Linked DNA regions of Muntiacus reevesi: region 2 is linked to region 1. A link is a contact called in public Hi-C data. All regions are on one chromosome and are shown on one strand. Each heading gives the region's core, a stretch centred on a gene start, on an enhancer-like site or on the middle of the called end of the contact. The rest is flanking DNA. Distances are from core to core; before and after follow the strand shown. Region 1 holds the start of SDHAF1 (succinate dehydrogenase complex assembly factor 1). Region 2 holds the start of COX7A1 (cytochrome c oxidase subunit 7A1).

Region 1 (2,960 bases), core at 274-2,773:
GGAGAAGGGAATATCAATCCACTCCAGTATTGTGGCCTGGAGAATTGCATGGACTTGACTCCAAAATCACTGCAGACGGTGACTGCAGCCATGAAATTAAGACACTTGCTCCTTGGAAGAAAAGCTATGACCAACCTAGACACCACAGTAAGCAGAGACATTACTTTGCTGACAAAGGTCCATCTAACCAAAGCTATGGTTTTTCCAGTAGTCATGTATGGATGTGAGAGTTGGACTATAAAGAAAGCTGAGCGCCAAAGAATTGAACCGTGGTGATGGAGAAGAATCTTGAGAGTCCCTTGGACTGCAAGGAAGTCAAACCAATCAATCCTAAAGAAATCGGTCCTGAATATTCATTGGAAGGACTGATGCTGAAGCTGAAACTCCAATACTTTGACCTGATGCGAAGAGCTGACTCATTAGAAAAGACCCTGATGCTGGGAAAGATTGAAGGCAGGAGGAGACGGTGGGGGTGGGGGGGGGGGGACAGAGAATGAGATGGTTGGATGGCATCATCTACTCGATGGACAGGAGTTTGAGCAAGCTCCAGGAGTTGGTGATGGACAGGGAAGCCTGGTCTGCTGCAGTCCATGGGGTGGCAAAGAGTCGGAGACGATTGAGCAACTGAATTGAACTGAACTGATCGACTCCCAAACTTAGGCCCTCTTCCCAGCCCCTGACCTGCCCAGCCTCTTGCGGAAGAATGCATGCCCAGATGTGCGAGCGCGTGGTCGCACTCTAGGCGGAGGGATCCCGGGTTATCGTTTCCCGGTCCCCCACACTCCGGATGCTGGTAGGGTGCTGAGCAGGTCGTGGCCTTGCGGGCCTCCCAGCGCTACGGGGACGCCTCCGGATAGCCTGCGGGAACTATAACGGAATTGCAGCTGACTACCTGATACTTCCTGAGGTCTGCGAAGTGCCAGCACAGTCGAAGAGTTCCATGTGGGCTGGACTCGGCTTCATCAGCTAGGGAGGCCCCTCCCTCTCCTACCCGCAGATCCGACTCTCAACGGCAGAGAGCGCTGCCGGCCCAAACAGGCTGCGTTTGGGGGCTTATAGCCCACGGCATATTCTCAGCACCGAGAGACTGGTTCTGCCGGCTGTGACCCAACACTTTACCGCGTATTCCCGTCCCCAAGGGTTGGGACCCTCGATGTACACTTGCTCTGGGAGTGGGGACGCACGGAGCTTCCCAGGGTTGCTTTAATAAATGAGGATAAACCCACGTGTGTGCCCGTCTTCCCTCTCCCAGTGCCCCCAGCGCCCTGGGGAACACAAGGACCCTAACCTCTAGCTCTCTCCACTCGCAGGATCTAGGAGTCAGGTCAGGATTCCCTGGTCTCTTCCGACCCCAAACCTAAGAGTCTCAGCGTCTAGCGTCCTCCTCCTCCAGGCCCTCAAGCGTCCTCTCAAGGACACTGATGTCCAGTGGGCCGGGCCAGTGAACCATTAGCTCCGCCCCTTACTCATAACCCTGTGACGTAGCAGCAGCGACAACCTATGAGGCGCGACGGCGCCGCAAAGCTGGGAGCGGGAGGCGGAAGTGCCTGTGGCGGTGTTTCACCGCTTCTCCCAGCTGTGCTGGCGCGCGGTTCCGTGCCCCGCGGCCCAGCTACTACCATGAGCCGGCACAGCCGGTTGCAGAGGCAAGTTCTGAGCCTGTACCGCGAGCTGTTGCGCGCCGGGCGCGGGAAGCCGGGCGCCGAGGCACGGGTGCGGGCCGAGTTCCGGCAGCACGCTTGCCTGCCACGCTCCGACGTACTGCGCATCGAGTACCTGTACCGCCGCGGTCGGCGCCAGCTCCAGATGCTACGCTCGGGCCACGCCACGGCCATGGGTGCTTTCGTGCGTACGCGGGGCCCGACCGAGGAGTCCACTGGCGCGGGGGCCCCAGGGACCCTGTCTGATGAAGGTGACGACCCGAGGAGACCGCTAGACAGCGTGAGGACACAAAAGACCCCGCTGGATGGACGGTGACCGGCTGAAGGGCTCGGCAAATGGCTCAGGGGGACTGGAGGACCGGGGGGCCCCCGGATGGAAACTGAGAGGTCTTGAGAAGCTAGATGGACAGATTGAGGGAGAGGAAGAGCCCTCCTGGGACGTGGGGTGCGATGGCGAGAAATGCCCGGCTTTACTTGCTGTATGGTACCGGGTCAAACTTTACCAGTGAGGCGTGGGGCGGACTGTCAAACTGAGAGCTACTTACCCTAAGGCCTGGGGAGCCAAGACACCCCGCTGTTGGACAGAAAGAGACTGACACGCTCTTGTCTAGAACCCTGAGAAATACCACTGCTGGCTCCTCAGAGACTCCCCTCTCCTGTATTTAACTCTGAGAAGAGCAGACTTTTTCGTTGAGGAGTTTGGGATGATGCCCTGATGGACGGTGAGAAGCCTGGAAACCCCCTCAGAAAAATCTTTCCTCCATTGAGACCAATTGGGATTGGTGAGGAAGGGGATAAGGGGTCTCTCACCCCCGCTAATCAGTTAAAGACCCCCTCAAGACCTCTACGTGATGGTTCTGAGGGGGAAACTTCCCTCCTCCCCGATTCCTGCCCCTTTCCCTGCTCAGGACTGTTGGACAAAAAGGCAATAAAATGGGGTGTGCTTACTTCCCTGTTGGTGGTGGTAAAGATTTGATGTGTTTGGGGATTTTGAGGGTTATCAAGAAGTGACCCTCTGGCAAGGGACGGGTGTGGGGAACCCTCTAGAATGGCAGATTGGTTGGAGCAGCATAGTTCTTTCTCCTGGGCAAATCCATGGAGGGAACCCACCCTGGTTTGACCCCCAAGGAAGCCCCTGTTGACCCCTTAATGGAAGGTAGTGAGGCAGAAGAAGAATGGTGGAGCTGAGGGGGCCTGGCTGGTAACCCTTGCGGTAGTAGTGGGACCCTCAAACCTCTGGCTAAGGAGACCAGCCTCAGCTACAAGCTGGAATTGTTGTTAGCAAGGCCTAGGGATAGA
Region 2 (2,960 bases), core at 205-2,704, 150 kb after region 1:
GAGAGTGCCTAGGGAGGGAGTGTGGGGGATACTGAATGAGGCCCCAATTCCCTCCCTGAGCCCCATCTTGCTTCTGAGCCCATGCTGCAGGCTCGAGCCCCTTCCCAAACTGCCCTTCAGCTGGGGAAATGCTGGACCTCGGTACAGACCAGGCTTCAGGCTTTCTCCCCTGATGCATCACTAGCCCAGCCACCTTCCTGGGACAGGAGCCCAAGCCCTGGAGTGCTCCCTCCGTATTTGTCAGCCCAGGCTCCCATGCGGTCCCACACCAGCTCAGAATCCAATTCTCTGGCGAAACCCTAGCGCCAGAACCCTCCCCTTCCCCTCTCCATCTCGAACCCGGCCGCCTCCTCCCGTAGTTCAGGCCGAGCCTGGCCTTGCACTCACCCCCCAGACACAGAGTCATCGTCACTCGATACAGGATGTTGTCTGTTGCACCGCCCTTCAAGTGCACCGGGAGGCCATTGTCTTCCTAGAAGTTGGGGGCACACGATGAGAAAGGCGCTGTCAGCACCGCAGACCTAAGCTCCTGCCTCCCCCAGCTTCTCCTCGGGACCAAGCGGGCGGCCCAGGCTCCTCCCCCGCCCCACCCTTGCCCCGCCCACCTGGAAGAGTTTCTGTTTCTCAGCTACTCGGTTCTCCAGGCGGTTCCGGGCGGTTGAGCTAAAGGAGCGGACCAGTGCCTGGGAGACCTGTGCAGAGGGGATGGGTGGACATTGGGGGAGTCTGGAGGGGCGTCCCGGAAGAGGTCCCGTTGGGGGGAGGGTGTCGGACTTTCCGAGGCTCTGACTTGGGGACACTCCTGTCCCATGGGAGCGTAAAGCAAGATGCGAACTGACAGCGCAAGTGCGGGAGGGTGTCCTGGCAGGAAAGGCCTAGATAAACGGGACTCGTGCCTAGAGGGTCTGGCTTGAAGGTTATCGGACCCAAAGGAAGTCTCGGTTTTTTGTTTTTTTTTGGTTTTTTTTTTTTTTTTTGGTTCCCTAGGTTAATGGGAGGAGCTCAGGCCGCAGGAAGGGCAGGACTGGATCGGGGTGCTTAAGGAATTTCCCGGCAGCCTAAGAAGTTAGGGAGAGGGGAAGGAATGCTAAGGGAACCCTGGATGAAGGGAAGAAGTTCAAACTCGGGACTTTCGGTCAAGTTAACGTGTCCCCGGGTGTCTCAAAAGCTTTTGGGCTGGGAGCTGGGGAGAGGGGCCCCAGGCTTATTAGAAGGGAGTCCCGAGCCCTGAAGGGGGCTCACGTTCCAAGTCCCCAGATCCCGGCATTGGGGGAGAGTCTCATATAGGGGTGAGAGTTTCTGAGAGTTTCCGAGTTGGGGGCCGCAACCCGACCCCTGGGGGCCCTCACCCGCAGGGCCCTCATCCTGTGTCCTCCTCTTCGGCCGGAGTCACCTCCCCTCTCTGCCCAAGGACAGACGGCGCCCTCCCCTCTGGGGGAGTCCCAGGCCACGCCCCCCGCGCGCCCTAGGACACCGTGGTCTCGGAGGACGCCTTCCGATTCGTCCAATAGGTGGGCGGGGAAGACGCTGCAACCCCATCCCCGCATCTCAGCGCCGAATGGTTGGAGCACCCATCTGTTACTCATCTCAGAATTCTGTTGGTCCACGCGGAGAGGAAAGCGGTCCCAGAGAATACATTTTTGGGTTGTTTCTGTGGAGGTATCCGGCTAGGGCCAGTGCAGTTCCTCCATTGGGTCCCTCGGATCTCTCCCTATCCGATTGATGTTGAGAGCAACTGAAGGAAGGTAAGACACCATCTTTCATTATGCCATTTTCCTCCCACGTTGTAACAGATTGCTGTGGCTTTGGCTAAATGACAGTGTTCATTTTGGGGTTCAGGGACTACGTTGTATGGAAAGTATCTCATCCAGATGAGATACGAGACCCAAGGAAGTAGATTACGCCCATATCTTATACAGGAGGGAGCATACGCTGCTTATTTATTAAGTGGAATGAAGGGAAGGATAATTTCCTTGTTTACGTAATTATTTTTCATTATCTTTGTTTATTGTGAACCCATGTAGCTGACTGCTTAAGTTAAACATGCGCACAAAACGACGACGCTGCATAGCAACTGTCTTTGCTTTTTCATCTTACCCCCAACACCACACTCGGTTCTTCACCCTGGAAAGCAGTGTAGTTGCTCTGTCTGTTGACTTTAGACTCCACTGCATCCCCAGCACCTGACAAATGGGGGGATTTGATAAATATTTGGCAAAGGATATACAATGTAAGCCAAATGTTCTCTAACTTGGTCATTCCCACCTACTTAACCAAGTAGGGCTTCAGTGCTTCTCCTAGATTCTACTCATTTAGATATTTCTGGTCATCCAGGAAGTGGCCACACATGTGCTCATTCCCCCAGCTGTCCCCTGTTATCTGCAGCTGTGTATTCAGTATACTGCAGATCAGTATTCAGGGAAGAAAACAAATTGCTCTGGGTTGGGATACCAGGAAGCTTGGAAAGCCTGAAGGAGTGCTCTCTAAGCAGGACTGCAAACTGATGTATGGGGCCCTGTGCAAAATGAAAATGTGGGACCCCTCGTTCAAACAGCAACAGCAGGAAAGAAAAAAACCGCTGTTAAAAATACCAAGATACTGGGACTTGCCTGGTGGTCTAGCAGTTGGGGTTCTGTGCTCCCAATTCAGGGGCCAGGTTTGGTCCCTGGTCAAGGAACTAGATCCCACATGTTGCAACTAAGACCTGGCACAACCAAATAAATAAATATTTTAAAAAATACTAAGATATAAAGCATTTTTCTTTCTTCCATGATTGTTCTTGATCTGTTATGGTGTTTTTATTTTTATTTTTTTTAGTTTTACCACTTTATTGCTACCAACCCATCTCCCTCCACCCTCGTGCACACATGCTCAGTCATGTAATCCCATGGACTTCAGCCCACCAGACTCCTGTCCATGGGCTTTTCCAGGCAAGAATACTGGAGTGGGTTGCCATTTCC

The links. A called contact is a pair of places that touch in the nucleus more often than the background predicts.
Region 2: a Hi-C map of muscle shows a contact between it and region 1, with 10 times the contacts expected there. The contact joins the promoter of COX7A1 here to the promoter of SDHAF1 in region 1. A contact is called at or near these places in 2 of 3 Hi-C or Micro-C datasets (blood and muscle).

Annotation. Positions count from the first base shown.
Region 1 is chr2:258,617,950-258,620,909 of mMunRee1.1, forward strand. SDHAF1 (succinate dehydrogenase complex assembly factor 1) reads left to right here and starts at 1,524. Exons shown (of 1, transcript XM_065925984.1): 1 at 1,524-2,620. The coding sequence starts at 1,621. The coding sequence ends at 1,977.
Region 2 is chr2:258,764,419-258,767,378 of mMunRee1.1, forward strand. It overlaps COX7A1 (cytochrome c oxidase subunit 7A1), which reads right to left and starts at 1,455. Exons shown (of 4, transcript XM_065925981.1): 1 at 1,350-1,455; 2 at 606-692; 3 at 388-472; 4 at 1-8. The coding sequence starts at 1,364.